Linked DNA regions of Ovis aries: region 1 is linked to region 2. A link is a contact called in public Hi-C data. All regions are on one chromosome and are shown on one strand. The core of a region is the stretch at or near the end of the contact, and the rest is flanking DNA. Distances in the headings are between cores, read along the strand shown.

The links. Hi-C and Micro-C count contacts between places; a contact is called where the count stands out from the background.
Region 1: a Hi-C map of skin fibroblasts shows a contact between it and region 2, with 2.8 times the contacts expected there. The contact joins the promoter of ARRDC3 here to the enhancer-like site in region 2. A contact is called at or near these places in 4 of 16 Hi-C or Micro-C datasets (blood, mixed tissues, retroperitoneal adipose tissue and 1 more).

Annotation. Positions count from the first base shown.
Region 1 is chr5:88,496,484-88,502,918 of ARS-UI_Ramb_v3.0, reverse strand. ARRDC3 (arrestin domain containing 3) reads left to right here and starts at 1,974. Exons shown (of 9, transcript XM_060415993.1): 1 at 1,974-5,066; 2 at 6,282-6,363. The coding sequence starts at 6,282.
Region 2 is chr5:88,217,820-88,223,899 of ARS-UI_Ramb_v3.0, reverse strand. All of the region lies in intron 86 of ADGRV1 (adhesion G protein-coupled receptor V1), which reads right to left. Among named protein-coding and RNA genes, the nearest start is that of ARRDC3, 280 kb to the left of the region's middle. Within about 2 kb of position 1,294, at least 12 of the 54 cell types and tissues checked have an H3K27ac peak or open chromatin away from gene starts, as enhancers often do.

The DNA.
Region 1 (6,435 bases), core at 725-3,224, 280 kb before region 2:
AATTTTACTAAAAATTCTGAAGAATTCAACCACTGCTCACTGGCCCTTAGTAATTTAAAATAACTCCGGTAGTAAAGGCCTCACTATAAACTTCACTTTTAAATCCACGCCCAAAGTCATCTGAACACTAGATATATAGTTTGACCTTAAGCTAACACAAATTCACCACTTTTACCACTAGGTGGCAAGAAAAACCCAAATAGCATCAGTTATCAAGGCCAGTACAAAATCCCAAGTATTTGAACAACTAGAAAAGCCACCAGGTGTCATGCAAGAGGGAAAAAAGACTATTTCCCCTCACCACCACTGAAATACACGAATTCAGTTTTCAGCAAAACCATCTAAGCTCTATCAGAGATAAATGTCCAGCTCTTTAACTGTCAAAATAGTTTGCATATTTATATTCCATGTAAGCAATTTATATAATGCTCTTGACTCCCAAATGCTGCCTTTCAACTAAAAGCAACAAATAAAACTCAGTTTCTGGATTAAAAAAAAAAAAAACCAGCAAGACCAATGAGCTCAATGGGTCATGATTTAGAGCTTCATCCTATCTTAATACACTGCACAAAATAATTTAAAGCAGTTTACACACAGTCAAAAATCTTCCGAAGAGTATTTAGTTATGTATACATAATTTGAGATTCATATTCTGTTCTCCCCATTCCTCTCTTACAGGTAATTTCATTGATTCCATACAATCTAGATGATTTTATGCTGTTAAGCCTTGCTTCCCAGTGTGATACAGGAAAGCACTCCAATTTGTTATCAAAACATTCTCAATAAAGAGACAAATGTACTTGTCCTTAAGATAGATATGTGAATTATTATGTTGAACAGTCCAAAGCTGAAAATCAAAATTAAAGCTTCACAGAATTAAGTCCTAGTTATATAACAAATCATTCTTTTTTAAAAACCATCCTCTGGGCTTCACTAACTTCTAACAAAGATTTTTCAATGCTGCTGTAAACATTATGTCAGCTAAAACACTATGTCATGCTGCCTTTTATAAGGTGGTACTTTTTTAGGCCAAATCCTATTCTTAACCCTCTGGACACAGGAGTTACAATCATGTCATACCCTGCAAATCTAGCTGTAGGTGGTGTCTCAAAAAAAGGATGGCTTCTTCCTTCGAGGAAGTGGTCAAACCTTTTTTCCCCTGGTGTCATCAAGCAAACATCTTGGTTGTTTTTATTGGTATCGAATTAAGAGATGGAAGAGAAAGCAGTGGAGGAGAAAGCAAAATATAATGATTAAATTATAGATGCTTCTCTTCTTTGCTCCTTGTTGCAATCTCTTTTAACGTCTCGACTAGGTCATTTCCACCCTGCCTACAAGGCACTGGTCTTTTTTAAATAAAAATTTTTAAAAAACCAAGCCAAGAATGCTCTTGTCTACTGAACATTATCTCTTCTCTGATTTTTATTACATTTTCTTTTGAAATTCGTTAAGATTATGCTCAGCGACCAGCCCTTGCCCAACCGGTTTCTCCCCTTCCCCCATCTCTCTACATACATCACTTTTTCCTCCTCCCATCCAGGCAGTGGGCAAAACCCTGCAGTGCCGGGAACGCATGCTTCGGGCCGGTCACTCAGCAGTTTTATCCTTACTGCCCTTTGCAAACAGCTCCCCACCCAAACCTTGTCCCCCGGTGGCCCCCTCGGCCATCATCTTTCTACTAGAGTGTGCTCGATAAGGGACTCTGGCTAGCACATCGAGGGTTTACGGTAGCCTGCCTACCAATAGGAGGCCACAATGCAGAGAAGTCTGGTTCAGCCTCCCAGCAGCCCCAGTGTCTTCCTCCCGTGGCTTACACCTACTGTACCCGCGAGCGAGCAAACGAGCCAGAGAGCGAGCCGGGCGCGGGAGGGGGCGCGCTGGGAGGGCCGACAGCAGCCGCGGCGTGCGCATGCGCACCTGGGTTGTTTTTCACAAAGCTCCTCTTAAAGTGAGCTGGCAGCTTCCAGCCGCCCGTCTTTGTAAGGAGACCACTGAGACTCGCAGTAGCGCGGAGCAGCCAGCAGCCTCTGTGCTGCCCTGACTTTTTAAGAAATCTCAATGAACTATTTGTAAAGAATCGCTGATCTGCCTGCAAGCTTTTTGCACGGCAAAGACATAGATCAGTGTTAAGTGAGGATCACATCATATATGTGATCTTGACTTTTTTTGTCTTACATTATATTTTTTATAGATTTTGTTATAAACATGGTGCTTGGAAAGGTAAAGAGTTTGACAATAAGCTTTGACTGTCTTAATGACAGCAATGTCCCTGTGTATTCTAGTGGGGATACAGTCTCAGGAAGGGTGAATTTAGAAGTTACGGGGGAAATCAGAGTAAAATCTCTTAAAATTCATGCAAGAGGACATGCGAAAGTACGCTGGACCGAATCGAGAAACGCCGGCTCCAATACTGCCTATACACAGAATTACACTGAAGAAGTAGAATATTTCAACCATAAAGACATCTTAATTGGACACGAAAGAGGTAAGTTTTTTTTTTTTAAACATTGTTAGGAAATTATTAGACCTTTCTTTGGAAAGTGCCTTTTCAATTTTTCTGAATTAATGTAATCCTGCTCCTAGCATAACATATAGCAGTTTGATAAAGGTTAGCAAAGTTAGAAGATTTGGATTCTCCTTGACATTCATCGTGTGTTAAGCCGTAACGCATGCAGGCATCTGCAAAGTGACTGCAAACTGCACTTATTCAACTACCTCTATACCCGGCTTGGTTTGTGCCATACACATTTGGAATCCATTTCAACCTTACATATAAATTATGCTTAAAACCGATTCAGTAATTTTACTTACATGTTTTCAAATGAATTGCTAAAAGCTGCAGTCGAATATTAGATTTTTCCCTTATACGCTGCAACCTGAGGTCTTAAAAACTAAGCTTCAATGAAGAAATAACACTTTAAAGTGGGTTAATAGGTGTATTTCATTTTTTAATATTGACACGCAAAAGACTTTTAGAGAATTGACCGTAGTTCTCGATAAAGGGTTTCTGTGGGTTATTTTGACATATGGTATGAACACCCCACGTGTTTTTTCCCTATTCTTTCCAATTCCTTCAGAAATTTACTCAGGCGTTCTCTATTTTAAAGGACAGCACCTATCATGATGATGTGTTAAAAATCAGTTTTAAAAGCCATTTAGGGTCAGAAATTTTCTTTTCCGAGCATCATGCCTAACTTTGGAACGTGGATTCAATGAAACCCCTGCCAGTCAAATGGAATTGAAAAGTATTCGGCTCATTGGATTTGATTTTTGGTCAGAAAAGGAAGATAAACGGTTGTCAAAGGGAAAGGGGGTCCTGAGATTTCCAATCTATTGTTTAAATGGTTACATTGTGGAAATATAGGAGACTCTAAGCTTGTTTTTCTAAGTTTCCACCCTTTGTTAGAAGCGGTTCAATCCTGTTTCGGACCAGTTCTGGGGGGTGGTGAGGAGGGGCGCTTGTTCTGCTCTCAGCAGATTGGTTACACGCGTCAGGTGGTGACGATGACTTAATTCCTAGCCCAAGAAGAATATAATGTGAAAACTGGTTATGTAATTTTGTGCTTCTCCTTTTTAATGCAGTATTTAGTTCGAATGTTGAAATTTTTTAAAAAATAGAGCACGTTTTTAACCTTTTAATTAAAAAATACACACCCATGAGGAAGTGCTAATTGAACTAAGGCAAGTGTGGAAACGTAGGGTGCTTTGAATTAACTGCATGAACGCTTATTTTTAAAGTATTAAGATTGAAATTAGTCTTTTAATTGCGTTTTCAGTTACACACAGATCATTTGCATACTAAAATAATTTCTAGTTAATCTCTCCAAGCAGTGACAGTCTTAAGAAATGGAACTGCCTAATGACAGTCCCGGTATTGGTTGAACAGCACGCCCAGGAGTTTGTATTTGATCCTTCCTAGACTGGTAGCTTTTTTTAAGATGAGTTAGAAAAAACAGGTTTTTAAGGAGTTAAGGTGCACAGTGGGGTGAAAGTAGAATAATAATACGACTTACGGGGACAAACACAAATTTCATTGCTTGCGCCACGGTTTCATAGTAAAGAACACTGTGTTGCACCCCCCCACCCCCGCCATGGGACACCCCTCAACCCCTGCAAGCATGGACGAGCTCTTCGGCTTGGAAGAGTTTCAATGACTTTAGAACTGGGACCTCTCAAACTAGCCTGGTAACTGAGGCCCCGCCCCGGGCGGCCGGCGATAGGCGGAGCCGGGTTTGTTAGCCTGTTGCTAAGGCGATGCCAGGCTCTGATTGGATTGGGCGCAGGCGGGTGGGGAGAGAGGGCTCGCCGGCTGGGGCGAGGCTTGGAACCGGCGTGCGCCGGTAAAGGTCCCTCCTGAGCCGCCGCTGCCCCCGCCCCTTCTCGAGTCCCTGCCCGGGCTTCTGGAAACGCACGGGGCTCCTGTCACATAACGTTCTCTCTCCCCCCCTCACCTCACCTCGCTTGCAGAGCTGGAAAGGGACGACTTCAGGTTTCAACCGAGAGGAGAGGCAAGCCTTCCAGGTGCCAGGTGGCCCTGGGAGCAACTTTTTAGCTGACAGTTCTGTCACGGGGAAGTTGGCTGGGCCGGGTTAGCCGGACCCCATTTTCCAGGTTTTTCAGGTAGAAGTTGTTGGAAGCTCCTTTGAACGCTCTATCCCCCTCCTAGCTGAAACAAAAGCGTGTTGCCCGGTCTCTGCAGGCACCGGACGGGCTACCTTGATTTGCCCTGAGGGGAGAGCGCGCCCCCAAGGCTGGCCGGGACGGGGAAAGTGACACGAACATCGAAGGCAGGGTTTGGTGGGGGCCTTGGCGAGTATTCCCTGTCACCACCAGCCCCGCCATTGTTCCCCCACCGCCACCACCGAGCTTTTGCATCCCTTCGCCGCCCCCACCCCTATTTCCTTTGCTGCAAATTTAAAGGTGTCAGGGTGGCCCGAGCCAGATCGAACCGGTCACCGGCTGGGGCGTGTAAAGCGGAAGCGCTGCGGCGCCCTGGCCCCGCCCCCTCCCGCCGCCAGCAGGCTAGGCTGTGCGAGCGCGAGTGCGAGCGCCGCGCGACATATGCCGTATGTATAGCGGGGCGCGCGGGCGGCGGCGGCGCGCGGGCGGGCCGGCTGGGATCTGCTCGCGCCGGTTTAGGCCGGTCCTCTCCTGCTCCGGTCTAGTTCTTGATTGACAGCCCGGCACTTGTTTACCACGGCGCGGCCGCCGCCGCCGCTCGCCTCAATGAGACTGCTGAGCTGGCACAAAAAGGGAGCGAGAAGGGAAGAAAAGGAGAGACAGGGAGGCAAACTTTGGGCGCCTTCAGGAGGGAGCGGTTTTAAATGTCCCCCAACTCATCAGCCGCTTTCAGGGCCGAAATCCAGGAGAGAGAATTTGCACGGGGGTGGGGGGAGAAGAACAAAATAATGGTGACAAGACTGAGTCGTGATGGTTATTGAATAAAAGGTATCCACATATAGGCATCTTTTTTTCCCCCCTCTGAGGGAAGCATCATTTTTTGTGTGTGTATTTATTACTTTTTTGAGGGAAAGTTAAATGATAATACCCGTTTCTGACAGCCTATTTAATGATAAAGGTTTCTACACCGAGGAAGCTGCGTTAGTAGACATTTATGTAATTAAATTACCTAGTTAGAACGCTTCAGAAAAGCATGTCAAGAATCCAGAACCCCCTCCCGTATTTCCCTGAGGGTTTTTTTTTTTTTTAGATAGTTTGAAAAATAACCTATTTCATCAAAAGAAATTGGATGTAAAATCAAAGGTCATCCTGTTTTTTCCCTAGCACTGGGGAACATCCTTATCTTCATTTTTCAAGGATGTATGACCTGTTTTTTCCCGTTAAGCAGGCACATTTTAAGTCTAAGGTACATCATATATATGTGAATTTTTAGCTATTAGACTGAGGTCATAATTTTAGGTTCAGTAACAATTTTTATTTTTGACTATGAAACCGACATTAAAATCACTGTTCCTTTTTTTTTTTTTAACTCCCAACATCTACTTAGCAGTTTTCTAATCGTTTGAGTTTTCACATTCATATTTTCCGTATCAAAACTGATATTTTTTTAAAGGTTTACGTGAATAGTTTTCATTTTATATGTAGGCTTATTAGGATAAATTTAAGTAAATGGTTGAAGACAAAGGTAACATCTTAGTATGAGATTTGAGGTCTGAGTCTTAGCCTGTAGGATGTTAGCTGAAGATGCTTTGCAGTTTAGGTTGTTTTCCATTAAAAAAATCACTTATGGGGTATAAATATTAATTATCCCCATTCTACAGATGAACCAGCTGAAGACAGGAGTTTTATTTTACCCAGAAGTGATGAAGTTGGAATTAGAGTTCAGATCTCTCACACTCCAAAGTTTGTGGCCTTATTTAACTATGTGAGCATCTTTTAAGTTCTGACATCGTGAAGAGAGTGTGAAGGTTTATT
Region 2 (6,080 bases), core at 45-2,544:
TGATGATTGAAGCCATGAAATTAAAAGACGCTTACTCCTTGGAAGGAAAGTTATGACCAACCTAGATAGCATATTCAAAAGCAGAGACATTACTTTGCCAATAAAGGTCCATCTAGTCAAGGCTATGGTTTTTCCAGTAGTCATGTATGGATGTGAGAGTTGGAGTATAAAGAAAACTGAGTGCCGAAAAATTGATGCTTTGAACTGTGGTGTTGGAGAAGACTCTTGAGAGTCCCTTGTACTGCAAGGAGATCCAATCAGTCCATCCTAAAGGAGATCAGTCCCAAGTGTTCACTGGAGGGACTGATGTTGAAGCTGAAACTCCAATACTTTAGCAACCTGATGCAAAGACCCGACTCATTTGAAAAGACCCTGATGACAGAGGATGAGATGGTTGGATGGGATCACCGACTCAATGGACATAAGTTTGGGTAAGCTTTGGGAGTTGGTGATGGATAGGAAAGCCTGGTGTGCTGCAGTCCATGGGGCTGCAAAGAGTCAGACATGACTGATCGACTGAACTGAACTGATTTCCTCTTTTTTTCCTTTGGCTTTTAATGAGTTTCCTTGGACTCTTTAAGAAATATTTTAAGATGCCAGAAGACAAGTCACTCATTCTCAGGATATAAGGGATGATACTTCATAATATTATAATTGGCTTTCAGTAATTTTTGTAACAGCAATGGAATCTTGATTTACATTACTATTAGTAAATATAAAGAAATGGAATCTGAGAAGAAACAGAAGCATTCATTCTCAAATATATTACCACGCAGAGAAGTAGCCTTTATTGTACCAGGAGATTCCAACTACCTCAGATTCATGTTATACATAGCCAGCTGGATCAAGCCACCTTTACATCTTTACATATCATCCTGAAACATATGTGTGGGATTTTTATAAGAAAGGGATTTGTAATTATCTACTTCCTCTTTTCATTCAAATTAATTTTCCTTCCTGATCCATGAATCATAAGAACTGGCTGATGAATCAGAAAAAGTCAGTAAATTCTATTGAGCCTAAAAGGAGAGACAAGCTTATCATTGCCAGAGATCAAAACCAAACCCTAAAATTACAGGCTTTGTTTAAAAGGCTGTTTGAGACATTGAAATTGAGTTCAGGGAACATACCTTTATCCTGACTCATTCTCACTGCGCATTCACTTCGCTGAAGGAGGGGGCCAGTGAATTTCATTAGGAGCCATCGACTTTTGAAAATCTGTTACTTAGCAGTTGAGTAATAACGGAGCACAGAAGGAAGACAGACTGACATCACTGTTCCAGCCACGCTCAGAAAGGGAGGGACTGACAGAGGCCCTCTCTGGAGACTATAGCAGAGAGTGTATTTTATTTACTAGCAGCTCTTCCCCTGCTCTCCATTTCCTCTGGATTTCAGTGGAAATTTGAGCTCTGAAATTAAGGGATGTCAGGAGCAAAAAAGTCACTAAAAATAAAAAAAGAGAGTATAATGGGGTTGATACTGGGCAGACATAAACAACAGACAAGTGTTGCTGAAAAATTGCTCCTATTGTCAGGCACATCCAATCTGCACAAGAGTACTTAGCTGGGAAAACAGTTCTATGGAAATATGGAAGAGGCCAGGTCCAGCAAAATAACTGATGCAAGCTCTTAAGTTATGCAAACAGGCCTGATGCTGGTGTTAACTCATCACATTTGTTTACCAAACCTAAATCTCTAAGATAAATATGTAATCATAATTATTCCAGTTATGAAAAAATGAAAAACAGCCTAGCTATAAGGAAAGTATAAACTGAACTTTCCTTTTCATAATGCATTTCACTCATTGCTAAAACTAATTGGTAAATAAGCAAAAAAAAAACACTCTTTACAAAGTTTGATCAAAAATACTTAAAAACTAGCAGTTTGAAACATCAGGAAACCGTGCTTCTTTAAGAAAAGGGGATTTACTTTCAACTCTTTCTTTACTGTTGTTTTGGCACACCATGCAGCATACGTGATCTTGATTTCCCAACCAGGAAGGAGAACACGTTCTCCTGTAGCGGAAGCATGGAGTCTTAAACCCTGGACTGCCAGGGAAGTCCCAACTTTCGACTCGATTTATTATTTGAGAATGTATTTCTCATAATACTATCTCATACAGTTGACACTTGAACAATGCACAGGTTGGATGCCACACCCCTCGGAGTAAAAAATCCTCATATAATTTTATAGTTCTGTACATAATAATATGTATGTTTTCTGCTTTTGAGGATTCAACCAACAGCAGGTGGTATAGTATGGTGAAAAGTAAAACTGAAAGTCACTCAGTTGTGTCCAACTCTTTAGGCTTCCCTGGTGGCTCAGATGGTAAAGAATCTGTCTGCCACGTGGGAGGCCCAGGTTCAATCCCTGAGTCCGGAGGATCCCCTGGAGAAGGAAATGGCAACCCACTCCAGTGTTCTTGCCTGGAGAACCCTATGGACAGAGGTTGCCATGCCCTTCTCCAGGGGGCCTTCTGGGCTCAGGACTGAACCTGGGTCTCCTGTGTTGCAGGCAGATTCTTTACCACCCGAGCCACCAGGGAAGTCTATAGTACTGTAGTACATAGCTACTGAAAAACATCTTTGTGTAAGTGGATCTGAACAGTTCAAATTCGTGCTCTTCAAGGGTTAACTGCAATATCTGAAAATGCTCATCCAGTTTAAAAATGCAGGGCAAAATAAAGCTAAACCATAAACCATCTCAGCTGCATTAGGAAAAAGGGTCACTTTTGCATGCTTGGAATTGTAGAGAAATAGGCTGGACCTGCTTGAGACTACAGTCTTCCCTCTCTCCATGGGGGATTAGTTCTAGAACTCTGTAGGAAATTAAAATTCAAGGATGCTCAAGTCCTTTATACAAAATGGTGTAGTATTTGCATATAACCTACCCACATCCTCTGGAATATTTAAAATAATCTCGAGATTACTTATAATACAATGTAAACAAAATGTAAATGCTATGTAAATAGTTGCCAGCGTGTGACAAACTAAAGTTTTGCCTTTTGGAACTTTCTGAAATGTTATTTTCCCAAATATTTTCTGATGCATAGTTGGTTGAATCTTCAAATACAGAACCCAGTGATACAGAGGGATGACTACAATCAGAACTGCCCCCCTTCTCGGGTATAAAGTGTACACCGGGTGTGCACGAATCTCATAGGAAACAAGAGAAGAGGCTTGGGACCAGTCTGTGCTGCTTTGAAAGTTAGGTTTTTAGAGAACTTGGCAGCATCTGCATCCACTGTAGACTCCAAACTCCTGAATGGGGTTTGTGCCAATTATTCTAACAGTAAGGAATATGAGAAGCAAAGAAAAGGTATTTACTATCCAGGTTTTCAAAAATATACATGAGAACTTTACTAACATACTAGACTTTTTAGCATTCTTCCACCTCCCTCTTTTTTTTTTAAACAATAGATATTTATGTGTAGTTATGTTATTTTTTTCTTCAATTCTAGAAAATTCTCAGCAATTACCTCTTCAAATCTTTTTCTCCATTCCCTGTATTCTTTTCTTCGGGCAATGTATACTCATACTTCTTAGCTCTGTTTTCCTATTTTCTCTTTTTTTGCAGGTTTCACTGATGAATTTCTCAATCTTAGTTTCAGATTCTAATTAATTCCCTCTTTTCTGTGTCTCATCTGTATCTTATCTCAAATATTAAGATATTTAAAATTTTCAACTACTAGTATTTTCATTGCCAAGATTTTTGAAATTTTTTCATTTTCATATTGGTCTGTGTTTTTATTTTGTTTATATCTATCTTTGCTTCTTATGTTTAAGGGCTTTGAGTGGATATATCTGCCTTTATGTCAGGGATTGATGTTCAAACATTTTCTATACAGGGCCAGATATTAAATATGCTAGATTTTTCAGGCCACATGGAGTTTATTTAACTACATATACTCAACTCTGTATTGTGAAAGCAGTCAAGAATATATGTAAAACAATGGGTGTGGATGGCTGTCAAAAAAACCCTTTACTTACAAAACAGATCACTGGAGCTATTTTGGAAAACAGTTTTATAGTTCCTCAAAATGTTAAACATACAGTTATCATGTGATGCAAAGATTCCAATTCTAGGTATATATATACCCAAGAGAAATGAAAACATATATTAATAAAAAATCTTGTACATGAATGTCCATAGGAACCTTCTTCATAATAGCCAAAAGGTGAAAACAACCCAAATGTCCATCAACTGATAAACAGATAAGCAACAAAGGTAGTATGTTCATCCAGTGCAATATTATTTGGCAACAAAAAGAACCAAGCACTGATACATGCTGTAATACAGATAAACTAGGAAACCACTATGCTAAGTGAAAGAAGCCAGATCTGAAAGACCACCTATTCTATGATCCCCTTATAAGACATGTGCAGAACAGACAAATCTCCAGAGACAGAAAGCTGATTAATGGTTACCTAGGGCCCAGGGAAGTGGAGAATGGGAAGTGACTGCTAACGCATACGGGGTTTTTTGAGTGATGATGAAAATATTCTAAAATTAGATTATGGTGATGGTTATACAACTATATAAATATAATAAATACCAATGAACTCTACAGTTTAAATAGATGAACTTTATGACACGTAAACTATATCTCAATAAAGCTGTGAACAAAGAAATAGATAAAATGAGAAAACAGGTGAGTGGCTGGTAGGGGCACAGTTTGCTGATTCCTGCTTTATCTTTTTGAAGAGTCAAACATAATTACCAAAGTTATGTATAGTTTATCCTTACATGTTTTTCTGGATTATATTTACCTTTTTGATCGGTGATTTGAAGGGCTGTCTCCACCAGTTTTCTTCCAGCGTCTGGATCTTTGACACTGCAGCCAGTCGAGTGGAAAGCATGTGCTTCTTTGCTCACTCTCTCTCTCCCCTAGTCTCTGTCTTCCTCTCTGGCTACCTCTTTCTGTCTAATGGTTTTATGGTGGCCTCCATTTAACCTTCCTGTCCAAAGAAGGCTAATTTGATATCCTGGGTCTTCTACCCCCATAATGACATACAAATATGGCAGATAAAACTGCGAACTCTAGAGAGTCTGGCCCAGGAAACCTGACAAGATTCTTCCTCTGCTTTCTCCTTGGGCTCCCAGACCCCTAAGCCAAAGCCCACACCTCAGTGGCGGTCCTTTCGCAGACACCTTTCCTGCAGGCGCTGCTGCTCCAGTCTACCTGCCTTGTGTGAGACCTCTAAATCCCAGCTTACCACCACAGCAGTTGAGACACTTCTGCATTCACAGGCTTGTGGACCCAGAAAACACCAGGCCCTTGGCTGCAGCCCAGCTTACATTCCACTTTGTGTTTCTGATCCCCATTTCATCTTCTTCTTAATATTTTCTTATTATATCTTGTCATTAACTGAGATGCATTTGGAACAGCAAAATGGGCAAAACGTGAATTTACAGTCCCAACTTGACAGTATTTTTTAGGTCAAGGCAATGGAATTTTAGCAGACAGATTCAAAGAGATTATCAAATGGCCCTGAATAGACGAACATTTTTTTTCTTGACATTTTGAATTTGAGCTAAGTGGAACATACTCAAGTGTAGGAGAGTTAAAGGAGGCTTCAAATAAAATGTAAAGTATCAAGTCAGAGGTCAAGGCTGAACACATAGTTTTGGGAATCATAGAAGGAAAAAATAATAGTCCTAATAATAAATTTCAAAGGGGTATCTACAAACAGATCAATGAGATAAATTCCATAATTTCTACTTTGGATGATATGACAGATTCCTCTTCTTCTTAATGCTATATTTAGCTTGCGGGTGCATTCCTATAATTATAAGATTTTATGGTGCATAGATGATTATTAGTTTATTCAGTCAACAAATACTAATTATGCTCCTGCTATCCACTAAGCATTCCACGAGGCTCTGGTGATGCAGAGATGAATAATAAATGGTCCTTGCCCTTTAGGAATCCATAATTTATTAAGGAAATCAGCCACACACACCAAAACAAGTCACCATTCCATTCTGAAGTAAGTGTTAAGGGCTCTAATGGCCATAGGGGCAAAGTGCTTTAAAATCATAGAAGGATGAGTAATTCTTATTTGGTGCGGTAAAGACGTT